Regions from separate parts of the Hordeum vulgare genome. Here region 1 is linked to region 2. The links are chromatin contacts, called in public Hi-C maps. All regions are on one chromosome and are shown on one strand. Each heading gives the region's core, a stretch centred on a gene start, on an enhancer-like site or on the middle of the called end of the contact. The rest is flanking DNA. Distances are from core to core; before and after follow the strand shown.

Region 1 (7,721 bases), core at 254-2,753, 120 kb after region 2:
TCCGCGACCCTTGGAGGAGGGGTCCGAAAATGACCCTAAATCGGTTTGCCCACACATACGGACTCTAAAAACATCCTATGTGGTAGTACTCCAAAATTACATGGGCCTGGCCAAAAATAAGATGACGCATCACCTATAGTAGCCTATGGACGAAATTTATGAAGTGACATCTTGTATATTCCGTCCAACCCTTCATGCTTTCCTTATGGTGGCTTCAAAATCACCACCGGAAGCTCCCTTGTTCTTTCCCACATGTGCACCTTCCCCTCTATGCTTGATCCCGGTTCAATGGTCATCCTCCTTGTCCATGTCCTTCATTCGCAAGCAAAATAAAAGTATCTAATTTAGGCAGCATTATATGTTCATAAACATCAGAAGGATTTTCAAGAAACAAAAATACTTAATAATTCAATTGACGTGCGCGAGCTCTAGTAACTGGTCGAGTAGGTATAGCAGGTATAACAATGGTATCAATGTCCTCATCGGATAGGGGGTGAGATTTTGTTAGAGCGGGGTGCGTGCGAAATGGGTACTAACCCCACACACACGTCCGTGTTCGTACCATCACCGTCACAAACGGAGTCCGTGTTCGTACAATCACCGTCACAAACGGATGGTTTAAGGGCGACGATGTGGCGACTGTCCTTGTGTGGAGATTCGTGCACAACATCCGTCAGCTGTCGTTGTGTCATGTGCAAATGGCTGGATGGACGTCAAATAAATAAGGTTTTCAAATAACAGAAGTTTATTTTTCTTAAAAAGGTTTGAGTGAATGCTAAATATTTTTATGTAATAATACTCCTCCCGTCTTATAATACAAAAATATTTTTAACATTAGTGTACTATTAGAAACGCTTTTATATTATGAAACTGGGGAGTACAAGGGAATGCTTATGAATAATTCCTATAGGATTTAATCATATGAAAAGGACCGACGAGAAAAAAAAAAGATTCCAGTACTTCAAAATTCCGACAAACCCTTCTTCTTCGTAACTAATACATACTTCCTCCATTTTTAAATATAAGTCGTATTAAAGATTTCATTAGAGAACTATATACGGAACAAAATGAATGAATCTACACTCTAAAATATGTCTATATTTATCCGGATGTAGTTTTTCTATAAAATCTTTAAAAAGACGTATATTTAGGGACGGAGGGAGTAGAAAGAACTATTCTCGTTTCTGGATGTCTGCATTGCTTTGACGCTCGACGCGCGCAAAACAAACCGACAGACAAATTAAACCTGTTCTTCAACACAGTGTCTGCACTGCCCATAAGCAGCTACGGCAAGGGCAGAAAGACGAAAGCCGGTGCCACCAACATCAACGACGCACAGTCCAGAACTCCAGATCGTATCGTACGAACCCCTTTCTGGTAGACCCAGGGTGTAAAGAAGCCAAGCCACGAGCAGATCACGCGCGCACAACCAACCTCATGTGTCATGTGTTTCCCTTTCTTAACGACTCTTGTTCAGTCTGGCCACGTCCGTTAGGTGCAGGGTCCTCCTCCTCCTGCGGCCTCTTGCGCTGGATCTTTCATCGGAGGTTCGGCCAAGGTTGCGTGCACAGCTCGACCGAGAGCGAAGCATCAGGAGCTAAACAATGGCGTGTGGATCCCCGGTTCGCCGGGATCGGAGCCGGGGTGGGATGACTTGTCGCTCGCATGGTGCATGTCACTTTCAGACTTGGTATATAGATAGCAGGAGCATCATTTTCTTCTGAACTTTGGTTCAGCTTTGACCAATGCCCGGCTAGCTGCTGCTGCAAAGTGCCTAACTGACCGATGATCCCGGAACCGACACCCGGGATGGAGGAGATCTGTAGCTTTCAAGCTTGGAAAGGTGCTTCTTTTTCATGTTATTTTCTACTGTATATTTTTTTTTTGAATTGGAGGCAAAAGATTTGCTTCATATATTAAATAAGAGGCAAAAGATTTCCTGTATTAGGAATACAGGAAATGGTCATTTTGTGATGGTCTCAGTTCACATTCTTTATTGTTTCTTCTTCTGTATTTTTGTAGCAGCAACTAGCTTGGCAATTGGCTTTGGCATAGCATGTGTGCCCTTGTGCAGTTTTGCTTCATGATTGATAGACCACACCGCGCCAAGAAAAGGCATGGACAAGTTGAGGAAGAGACAAGGGGGTTAGTAGGTCGTTACGGGCTGGTGGCAAGTAACAGTGGGGGTGGCCTGCTCGAGGCCATGCACAGCCCTCAATAATTTCCTGATTCGTGGTTCATTACTACTACTCCTGATCACGCTGAATTAGATTAAACCGGAGTGTCTGAAACGATCGGTGCCACTACTAGGCCGTTGAAAAAGCCGTGGAGACTTTCTATTGTTTATGAAAACGGTGCGGTGGTTTCGAGGAGATTCGATTATTCAGAGATCTCCCAAGTTCCTAGATGGAGATCATAATTGAGGTCAACTCCAGACCATGTTTGCAGTAAAGAAATCCTCTTCTCGTATTCGAAGAAGATGAAATACACGTCTACGCACATCAACATCAGATCTGTGTACGACTGATGTGGTAGTTTCCCTCTCCTTTCTGTTGCTAATCTAATATAAGTCCAGTCACTCTCATTGCTTAATAGCGCATATTTTTCGTCTGTTTCTGAAAGCATGAAACTCATTGAATAAAAAAAAAAGCCTGAAACTGGTGCTTCTTTCAGACCCTTATGTCCAGGAAAAAAAAATCTGAACACTTGCCATATTGTATGTGTAGCATCTTGCAAGTTGCAAGCCTCTGGAATTCAGATTTGAAAAAAAAAAGGTATCTTACGGCACACTCAAAGATTCATGAGCTAGCTTAGGTTTAGTCCAAAGTGAACAATGCTACTAGGGAAAGCATGGACTGATCACCCAATAAGAAACCATAAGCTAAGCGGCCACCAGATCCACCAGAAGGCACCCAGTGCGGGAAGCAACACTGATGTTTCACCCATCATCTATTCATCTCCACAGCAGCATATTAGCACGTGATTTAATTAATGCCTCCTGCTACTATGTAGTACTAACACTGCCACCCAGCAGTACTATATTCAAACAGAGGAAGGAATCTCGTCATATGGGGCTGTGGATCCGATGGAAGGGGGAGTCCCATGTCTGGCAATGAAATTTTACTGACTTGAGCAGAAGCTTCTGCACACCAACTTAATTAGGAGGCATGTGATATGGAATTTTCTTGCTAGTTTACTTGCTTCATCAGTGGTATATGAGGGAAACATTTCATTCATTACCTTCATGTGTGGTTCAGGGAAGTGGTACATATTTCCGTTATCACGACGTCTTCATATCTGAATGCTGGTTCAGTGGCTTTTGCAGAAAACAGGGAGCCTGCAGTATTTCGATAACGGCACCAACACAGACAGGATGCCGGATTGTTTGCTCAGAAAATAGCAACAATAGATTCCAAATCAGCTGATGGATGCATATAAGTTGCTGCCGATTCTACAGTGTATCCTAGTATTTTTTGGGGGTTTCTGCCAGATGGAATGAACTTTTGATCCTGAACCTGACTGATGATCTTGGTAGACTACTCCATCAGTGCAGAACAACCCAAGGCAGTCGGGGGTAAGGGCCGGTGCATGAAGCCTGCCAAGGTAGAAGAATAAAAGTAAGTATGTGTAGCTTGATCGTGCAGCAGCGATAATGACGTGCTTTCCAGGTTTCTGTGGAGTCAAAACATGTTTGATTCAACTGCACAGAAAGGCAAGTGAGCCATACAAGCAAAGAGTGCAGATGTAATAACCCGAGATATTACTCTGCTGAATGAAAAAAAAACTGAATGCTGTCTATGCCTTAACCCAAAAATGGTACAAATACATCAATAAGGCATCAGTCAACAAATATAATGACTTGAGCCCACAGGGTGTGTGCCTGGGTTGTTTCTTCTTAATAAAAATGCCATAGGGGCTATTGCCTCCTGGTCTAATTTTTTTCTTTTTAACAGCAGGAAGTGTCCAAAGTGGGTCGAACTACTGTAGTCCTAAGATTTTGCTACTCGATTATCTGGGAACGTCCGGATGAATGGAACTTTGAATGACCCGGAGGTATCGAACCTGAATAGTATGTTTCTATAGCATCCTGGATACACTGAACACCTCTCTCGGAGGGTCCGAGCTGCACAAACAGCAACTGAATTAACTCTCTGGATAGACTTCGAATCCATACGGAGGGTATGCAAAATTTGCACATGATCTTCCAAGGAAAAAAATAGAAATGCAGTATGTAAACTCTGGAAATAACATGATCTGTCGTAGAATTGAGCCTAAAGAGCACTAAATCACCTCTTTCAGAAGTATGGAACTATGGATGCTAACTAGTTCGTTGAGTGGGTTAGGAAAAACTCCACAAATTCAGCACATCATGGAAGCACTCCACAAATTAAAGTAGCTGATTACCAGGTTTAGGAAAAAAATATACTCAGCACATGATTGATTGAGTGGGTTATGTTGATCTCTTTCCATCAGAAAACGGAAGGAAGAAATCTGTTCTCTAGGTTGTATGACACCATCAATGGAAGACCATGCAGCTCTCATTGAAGGAACTTACAATACCATGCCTTCACACTAGTTCAGCCACCAAGTATACTTAGCAATATAGAGAAGTCTTTTCATAGTATTCCCTCTGTCCGGAATTACTTGCCGCAAAAATGGATGTATCTAGACGCATTTTTAGTTCTAGATACATCCATTTCTACGAGAAATAATTCAGGACATAGGGAGTATTATATTATATTGCCACAAAAAGGATAATCATAACAAATAAAAATACTTTTTTCAAAAAAAAATCAAATAAAAATAAGCGAGCGATACTTCCAAAATCCACATGCATAAAAACAGGACAACTCAATATTTGACATCAATGGATAAGAAGTTGTATACCAAGGGCACCTGCATAAATTAAATGGAACGGGAAGAGTTGAAAATGTCCATAATTTCGAACATAGGTAAGGTACCCAATCACATGCGGCTAACAAATGAGAAGAACAACAAGTAAATGAGAGCAAATAGGTTAACTGAGTAGGTCTGAGGGCTAACTTACAAAGTCTCCATATAGCTAACCAACATTATCCAGTGCCATAAAGCGGAATGCACCTGAACCCCAACAGATAAGCCAATTTAATTAGACAAAGAAGTTGTCCAAACCAAAGCCTCAAAAGTGGATCTGGTCCATATCACCAGATTTCAGTGATCGCTCCAGGAAACAGGGGATGCAAGGCAGACATGGGAGCGCGCAGCGTCTTTGAAAACTGCTGATATGCTGCACTTTCCGGTTATCCATATCCATATCATACTGTACGTAATAAGCAGCCATTACCTTTCCTCCCTGGCTCCCTGCCCAGTAACCTAAACCAAATTACTTTCTGGATGCATTGCAACCAACAAGTATGATCTCGGCTGGTATGGGAATCATTTCATTCATTACTTTCATGTTTGGTTCAGGAAAGTACATATTTCCGTTACCACGCATCTGCATACGGCTTTTACAAAAATGCTGGTTCAGTAGCTTTTACAAAAATTAGGGACCCTGCAGAATTTCGATAATGGCACACAGGATGCCGGATTATTTGCTCAGAAATAACAGCAATAAATTCCATATCAGCTGATGGGTGCCTATAAGTTGCTGCCGCTTCTACAGTGTATACTGGTCTGTGTTGGGGGTTTCTGTCAGATGGAATGAATTTTTGATCCTGAACCTGACTGATGATCTTAGTACCACTCCACCAGTGCAGAACAGCCCAAGGCAGCCAGGCTGCCAGGGGTAAGGGCCGGTGCATGAAGCCTGCCAAGGTAGAAAAATAAAAGTAAGTATATGTAGCTTGATCGTGCAGCAGCGATGATGACGCACTTTCCAGGTTTCTATGAAGTCAAAACATGTTTGATTCAACTGCACAGAAAGGCAAGTGAGCCATACGAGCAAAGAGTGCAGATGTAATAACCCGAGACATTACTCTGCTGAATGGGAAAAAAAAACTGAATGCTGTCTATGCCTTAACCCAGAAATGGTACAAATACATCAATAAGGCATCAGTCAACAAATACAATGACTTGAGCCCACAGGATGTGTGCCTGGGTTGTTTCTTCTTAATAAAAATGCCACGCGGCTATTCCCTATTGGTATAATTTTTTTATTTTTAACAGTAGGAAGTGTCTGAAATGGTTCCAACTACACTGTAATCCTGGTATTTTGCTACTGGATTATCTCAGAGCATCCGGATGTAACTCACTCTGAGTGTCCTAACGTAACTTTGAATGACTCGGAGTCAGAGGCACCGGGACAAATAGCACTGGTACCGAACCCGAATAGTACGATTTCTATAGCATCTTGGATCCACCGAACAACTCGCTCCGAGGGTCCTCCGAGCTACACAAAGTGCAACTGACTAACTCTCTGGATGGAATCCATATACACGGAGGGTATGTAAATTCTGGACATAATCTTTTCAGGAATATTTTTTTATAACTGCAATATTTAAACTCTGGACATAACATGATGTATTCATAGAATTGTGCCTAAAAAGCAATAAAGCACCTCTTTCAGCAGTATGGAACTATGGATGCTAGCCGGTGTTGACAAATATACCTTTGCTACTATATGTTCTGCATTATATATCAGTTTGGCCAAGGCTCTTCTATTTCGCCGGAAAGTTAGACCAAGGCTCTAGATCCACTGATAACCATAGTTGGGAATTTACAGCAAGGCCTGAAGGATCATGGAGTTATTTCTGTGCTTATATGGTGGAACATAGTTGTGTTTACAGCTGCATATTTGGCAGACAATGTCCAATCGCCTTCAGGGCGATAAAGCAGAGTGCGGAGTATTTCTGGATAGTGTATCAAGGAAGTTTTGGATAAGCTTCTTCAGGCCAACTTGTGATGAACAGCACAATGCGCCCTAGGAATTGTGTCTTCGATTGCCTTCGGATGTCAAAGAAATAAAAAAAACAAGGTTTTCAAAAGGGCCCCGCTCTCGTCTCTGAAGACTTTATCTCTGTCTATGTTATCCTCGTACCTTCTGATCTCTTCGACTGATAGAGTCTGCTTCTACCTCAACAGGATCTGCAAATGGATTTTCGACTAACAGCCTCTGCTTCAGTTTGTGATGAAAGGTCAACCAGTTCTCAACGAATCTTCAATTACGCACTGGTAACTTTTTTCCATTTCCGAGGTCCAGAGTAATCATTTTCAGTTCACAAGACCAGAAAAATGAAGTAACAAGCAGTGGAACGGACTAGTTTTTTTTTCTTTGCCGGTAAAACAGACTAGTTTACCTACTATAAAAAAAAATTGGATAGGAAAGTGACTGCTACTACTACCCCTCCGTTCCTAAATATAAGTCTTTTCAAACATTTCAACAAGGGACTATATACAGAACAAAATGAGTAAACCTATACTTTAAAATATGTCTATATACATCCGTATGTAGTTTAATAGTGGAATCTCTAAAAAGACTTATATTTAGGAACTGAGGGAGTAGTTGACATGGCAGCAAAGTCGATCACATGAGGATGGATGAGGTTCTGAAGTGAAAAGGCAAACCTGTCCAAGCACTGGCATATGGACAGTTTTTGATATTTACAGAAAAAAAATAGCACTTCAGTATGTCAATTCTGTACATAACATGATCTAAGGTAGAATCCGAGGGAGTAGAAGCAATACATCGATATCCTTTGTGCAGGTACAGGCACAACCAGTCACATATTCTCCCAGGAAAG
Region 2 (6,850 bases), core at 1,203-3,702:
TATTTTATAAAAAAAATCTGATGTTTCTGACATTAAACCCGTACTACATATTAAATGTTTTTTAAAATACTCATATCTTTTAAACCGTAACTCCAAAATTGGTTTAAAACTCTAAAATTAACATGTTATATATGAAATTTGATTAGAAAAATATGTAGAATCTGCATATGATGTTATTTTACCTGTTAATTTTTTAAAGAAAGACTATCTAGGATATAATCTTAATAAATAATGCATTATTCGTCTTTCTTTCATACATGTATTGATCCGAATTGAGGATGAACATCTCAACAAAATCAGGATTGGAGATGAAATTGAAGGTCACTTGCCCATTTCTTTGTACGTGTTAAATATACATTCAAGCCGTGTTGAAATAGAAGACATGTGAAATCTTAAACTTCACATTTGTAGAGTAAGACCATCTTTGTTTATGCCGTAACTACAAATTTTCATATTATAGATCATTTTTTATAAATTAAGAGCTTGTGGTATTTTTTTTCTCCCGTTGATATGAAGGCTATGAAAGCTACCCAGTATCAAAATTCAACAGGTTCCTGTACCACATAGCAAAGGAGTTTGGGGTGTGATTCCGCTGTGTTGGGGCTTGGGATCGAGTCCAACATTGCAGGCGTCAAGGCTCCCTCATTTTGATGCCATTTGCAGGATTTCAGACGGCCGGACCAGTCAGACAAATTGATGATATAGCAAAAGGGGTTCTCTAGATTGATTGGATAGCCAAAAATGTTCCAACGTGTCCAGATATTACTTGTGGGCCTAAAGGAAATTGCTCTGCTTCCCTCAGAAAACTATATCAAAAATTAGAACCAATCCATGGTTCTAAGTTGTTCGTGCACGAGGACCAATTCACGGTTTTTCATGCTGTTTGTACAGAAAAAGGGTGACAAGTGAGGCCAGCAATGTAAGTGGCACCTGTAGAGATAGCTCAGCACTAATGGAGTAAGAGGCTCAAAATCAGACTGACCAAAACTTCATCAGGAGTAAAAAAGCACCACCGTTTTAGCACAGCAGCTAATGTGAAAGCAAGAACAAATCTCCATAATACTTGTCTATAGGTTCACAGACATATGGATCCACAGTCGAGGGGAGACAAAATATAAGGATTCTTCAAATTAAACCATCCATGTTCAACAGAGCACAACATAAGATAGGTGGATAACTAGGGAGGTACTCAGATCAAGTATCAAAACTCAACAAGCACTACAATATAACAATGCGCTCTAATCTTCCTCCTCGCCCTCGTTCTCGGCAATGTTGAAGTACCGGAGCTCGTACACGTTGCGCTCCTTGTTGGCTGCGATCACACGAAGCCAGTCCCGCACGTTGTGCTTCTTCAAGTACTTCTTGGTCAAGTACTTCAGGTACCTGAGAAGCCAGACGAATGATGTCATCAGATCATATACAACCAAAGATGGCTGCTGGTAACGTATATTGGACAAGAAAGAAATGACCAAACCATCCAGCTTTTTTACAACGAATCTCGATATTATACCTTGGATAAGGAAATGAATAAATGGCCTACATATTCAGAATTTCAGACAATGTAAAGATAAGTTCCAACTTCCAAGGCCAAAGCAATGATAAGTTTAAAGCGTTCAGACAAATCAAGCTCCCGCGTTTCATGTTCCAAGAGTGTTATCCAAAAACACTGAAGCTGCCCAAACACAAGGTGTGCAAACAATACACTTACTACAAGGGTCATGATATATATGATCTTTCGTAGCATTCAAGTTTTGAATACTCTGTACAAAATATACAACTAATTGAGGAAAAGACATTTGCATTTAGGAAATGCTAGAACGCTCTGTACAAAGGTGAAAGCTAGAACACTCTGTCATGATAATAGATACTCCTCAATTAGTTCTTCCTGCAACTACTACCAACCTGAGCATGTATCTTACACAGTGCAAAACAATACACATCAGCGTGCCTTGCGTACACAGCTACAATCGAAACAACCAACATACTGATCAATCGCTCGCAACTACTACGGCACTGCAAAATGAACCAATCCAAGCTCTTACGCGGTTCCCAGATCTATCACACACGGACAATCATGAATTCAGGAGCTGCAGGTGGGAGAGTGGGAGGGCGCGCGGCGTATACCTCTTGGAGAAGGCGCCGTCGGAGGTGACGGTGACCTTGCTCTTGTCGCGGGTGACGGTGACGGAGTCGCCGAGGTTCCCGGCCTTGCCGCCGGCAACCTTGATGCGCTCCTGGAGGAACTTCTCCAGCGACGCGATCTCCATGATCTTGTCCTCCACGGGCTTGGTGCAGTCGATCACGAAGGAGACGGACCCCTTCTTCTTGCCCTTGGCAGCCGCCGCCGCCGTCGCCGCGCCGCGAGCCATCTCACCTTCTCTTCCTCCTCGGCCGGTGCTCGGGGTTGGGGTGGGGGTTCGTGTGGCGGCGCGCAGGCGGCTAGGGTTACAAGGGCGAGCGAGAGAGGGATCGCGCGATATATATAGGCCTTGTGGGCTGCCATTCTCGTGTCGTGTGGCAAGTGACTGGGCCGGCTCGTTGGGTCTCGGCGAGATTGGAAATTAGTGGGATAGGTTGGGCTTACGTTGGATCTTGGAAGGTCACCGAAAGCCCATAAAACAATTGAGCATTCAATGTGAGGAGGTGAAAATTCAGGGAGCAACTAATTAAGGGATACCCTTTGAAAAACTCCCACGAAGTTTTGGTTTTTTTCTCTTGCAAAAAATCACTGCTCATTTGCGAGAAGACCATAATTAGTGCTTCCACGGGAAACTAAGATGTGCTTAGGAAAAGCACAGTTGTGCTTCCAAAAAAAGTAAACAACCATAATTGTGCTTTTGGGTTTCCGGTTTGGGATTATTTTTTTGGTTTTTTTCTGTTCTTTTTTTGTATCTGCTTATTGTATTCCTTTTTTTGAAAAATCTTTGGTGGAACCTATTAACATGATATATACTTTCAAAGATCACGGTGCAAAAATCCAACGGTGAAACTGGTTCGTGATTTAGATGCATGGTTTTAGATATAAAATGTTTGGAAAATCGGAATCTATGAAATAAAAGAAAAACACCAAGGTTGCAATAAATGGCACACGTCAGCAACAGAGAACGTAGGAATGACCTTTGCTAGGGGTACTACTTAATTAGCAATTTCAACAAATTAGCCGCGACCAATCCTACTATTCCCCGCGTAGTAATGTTGGGAATACCACGCAAACGCTCAGCCTCCAAGGGTGTTGTTGTTACATGAATTGACCCATTTGGTGTTTCTCCTGTGTGTTTTTCGTCAGAACATGTTTCCTTAATTGTTTCTTTTTATGATTTTATCTGAATTACTTTTGGTCTTGTATGTTTTTCATTTTTATTTTTACTGATCCATTCTATAAATTTAGAAATATTTTAACTTCTTTCAAATTCTTGAGCATGTTACAAATTTAAAAGACATTAAATATTCGCACACAAAATTGTATCCATGAGCATTTCTTAAGACTCATAAAAAATATGTCAAATTCATATATCATATATATATTTGAAAATATTTTCAATACACGAATTTTTAAAAATTTCACGTTTTTTAAAAAATTAGGTACAATTGTAAAATCCATGAATATGTTTTGAGTTCACCCATATTTTCCAAATTCAAGACAAAAATATGCATGGACTATTTTGTAATTTCTGAAGTTTTGTTGATTTTGCACAAAAAATTCAGAACATGAATTCATGAACTTTTTTTCAATAAAAATTTTCTTTTTAAAATTAGGAACACTATTGGAATTTATTACCATTTTCCAAATTAAAAGAATCAAATTTGCGAATTTTCAAAAAATCATACATATTTTGAAATTTTGTGAACATTATTTATTTCATGAAAAAGTAATTTGTGGGCATTTCTTAAAATTCACTTGCATTTTTAATTCATGCACACTCTTTGAATTCAAGATTTTTTTAAAATTTTGCAATATTTTAGTCTTCATAAAATATTTTTAAAAATTGAAGTTGTAATAGAAAATTTTCTAGAAAACCTGGAAAAACCTTTAAAATAAATGATCCGGAAAAATAAACAAAAAAACATTAGCTTACCTATATATGGGTCGGCAATACGGGTGGGCACTTTTACACCGAAAGCCGAACATCGAACCAAACCAACTTAACAGAAATTATGAGTTTATTCGGTCTTCACTACTCGGTGCGCTTTTTAAATTGCTACCATTTGTTATTCGGTTGCATCTGCATCTTCGGTTTTGGGTTGGTAAAAACCAAATTCACCACATACATGGAACCCTCTCAGACCTACTAGTCACGAGCTAGCCCCTGGCGACTAAAAATTTAGCTACTCCAAAGGCCAAAGCCCAACTAACCATGCTCCTGATTCATGGGGATGTATCTGGTGCAACGGGGCAATTGAAATTATTGGTTCTCTTTTGCATATTCGAAAATATTTTAAAACATCCAAAAAAAATATTGCATTGACACAACATCAATGTATGTTGTCACAAAAATGCAGATCAAAATTCGAAACATTGCTCGAGACACAAAAAATAATAATTTGACACTAAATAGTACATAACACAAGTTGAGCTTTAGTTTTTGCCCATTAGCACATCCTAAATGATAACGCCGATAGGTGTGGCACGAGACAACATGGTTCACATGCTCTCATAATTATTCGTCTTGCCACATCAAACATATGACATCAATGTAATCTTTTTGCTCTTTCTGGACTTAAAAATGTTTATCTCTTAAATAAATAATTCAATTAAAAATCCGTATCGACGAGGTCTTCAAAACTAGATCTCATATTGATACATTTTGACGATATTTTTTTGAGGTCAAAAATTGTTATGATGTTTACACTGAAGTTGTCATATTATTTACAATAAGTTGTCAAGACATGTTTCATTTGGTTATTTCTACTAGATTTAAAGCTATCATTGTATTTCAACTTTTTTTCACGACAATTTTATTTAATTGATCATGAAATTTTTGGTAGTTAACCATGGCAAATGTAAGACATGGATCATGACAATATTTAGTAATTTATCATGGGAAATTGAGTTTATAGATCATGACAGTTTTAGTATTTTTACCATGACAATTCTAGTATTTTGAACATGGAAATATATTTTGTATGAGCCATGGCAAATTTTAGAGCATGTATTATGGCAAATTTAAGTAATTCATTATGATATTTTTAGTTTATGATTCATGGTAAATTTGAGTCATTGATCATGCATTTTTAAAGTAATTGGCAACAAGTTTCTTTTTATCTATGAACCATGTCAAAATTATTTCATGGATCATGACATTTTTTAGTACACCATGGCAAGTTGAGTTTCTTAATTCCCGTTTTTATAACATCTCAAAATTACCTATAAACATAGAACAAAAATAGTTGAAATACATAATGGGAACTTAAGTGTAATCATGATGGCAATTTATGTGCAAATTGCAATAGGACATGACAATTTTTAACAAAAAATAAAGTCGTCGAGACATGTCGATATGAGATTTAGTTTTTGAAGATCTCGTCGTGAGGGATTTAATGGAGAAAATGGATTTTGAGTCGGATTTTTTATTTAAGATATAAAATATTTTCAAAACTGAAAAGATGAAAAAAATTTCTATTGACATCATCGATTTCGTCACTTGTGCATGCATGTGGTGACATTATCCATTTTTTGTTCATGGGGCGTGTGGCCAACTCTTGCTCCCACCACATGTGTGATGGTTATCGGCATCCTAGCACATTGATGTCAAATTTTTGATACAATTTCGTTGTCCTGAAAAGAAAGACATGCAAAACATACAATTTCTCCGCCAAGCACGTGCAACAGACAAGGCTGGAGTGGCTCCTCCATGTCCCGTTTGATCTATCTGAAGAGCACCACCTGTGTACATAATGATGATTTGACATTGTTGGCACGTACTCAAATAAATTGTGGATGACAAGCGGCCTCCAAAAGTAGAGGCTTCAACGCGCTTTCTTTCGAGCTACATATATTCCTTATTGGCCCTACAAAATGACCCACATGCTCATCATGTCAAATGTAAGATGGTCGCTAGTCCTCAGCTCAAAATACATGTAGTATCACATGTGGTGGACCATGAGGCTCAGCCAGACCGGTAGGAAGCGCCCTCGGCAGGCTGGGCAGCGTTGAATGATACGTCCATTTTGCATCATGTTTTGCTATTGTTATTTATAGTGTTTTTATGCATTATACCACTTTATGGAGTAATCCTAATGCCTTTTTCTTTCATAATATGCAATGTTTACACTAAAAGGGAGAATGTCGACGGATGGAATTCTGGAGATACCTATTTTGCGCATCTCCAAATGGGATGAAACTTCACGAGGAATTTTCATGGAATAAATAAGAAATATTGGAGCAAAGAAGTACCACAAGGGGGCTGCCACGTGGCCACTAGGCACCAGGGTGCGCCAGCCCCCCTGACGTGGCCTCGTGGTTAGTGGGACTCCCTACCCACTTTTGGCGACCATCTTCTGGTATATATTATGTTTTTTACCTGGAAAAAAGAAGGAGAGGACTTTCGAGACGGAGCGTCGTCGCCTCGAGGCGGAACTTGGGCAGGAGCACTTTTGCCCTTCGGCAGAGCGGTTCCGCTGAAGGAACTTCCCTCCCGTAGGGGGAAATCGATGCCATCGTCATCACCAACAACCCTCTCATCTTGGGGAGGCCAATCTTCATCAATATCTTCAACAACACCATCTCTTCTCAAAACCCTAGTTCATCTCTTGTGTTCAATCTTGTACGGGAACCTCAGGTTGGTAACTAGGGTGACTAGTAGTGTTAATTACATCTTGTAGTTGATGCTTTATGGTTAATTTGGTGGAA

Evidence for each region. Hi-C and Micro-C count contacts between places; a contact is called where the count stands out from the background.
Region 1: a contact with region 2 is called in a Hi-C map of leaf, with 4 times the contacts expected there. The contact joins the enhancer-like site here to the promoter of LOC123424745 in region 2. A contact is called at or near these places in 2 of 6 Hi-C or Micro-C datasets (leaf and seedling).

Annotation. Positions count from the first base shown.
Region 1 is chr2H:43,321,293-43,329,013 of MorexV3_pseudomolecules_assembly, forward strand. LOC123424750 reads right to left here. Exons shown (of 2, transcript XM_045108426.1): 2 at 7,433-7,721. Among protein-coding and RNA genes, the nearest start is that of LOC123424750, 7.4 kb to the right of the region's middle. Within about 2 kb of position 1,504, at least 3 of the 3 cell types and tissues checked have open chromatin away from gene starts, as enhancers often do. A contact at or near this core is called in leaf and seedling, where this site is marked.
Region 2 is chr2H:43,196,082-43,202,931 of MorexV3_pseudomolecules_assembly, forward strand. LOC123424745 (60S ribosomal protein L22-2-like) reads right to left here and starts at 2,453. Exons shown (of 2, transcript XM_045108420.1): 1 at 2,125-2,453; 2 at 1,036-1,383. The coding sequence starts at 2,369. The coding sequence ends at 1,239.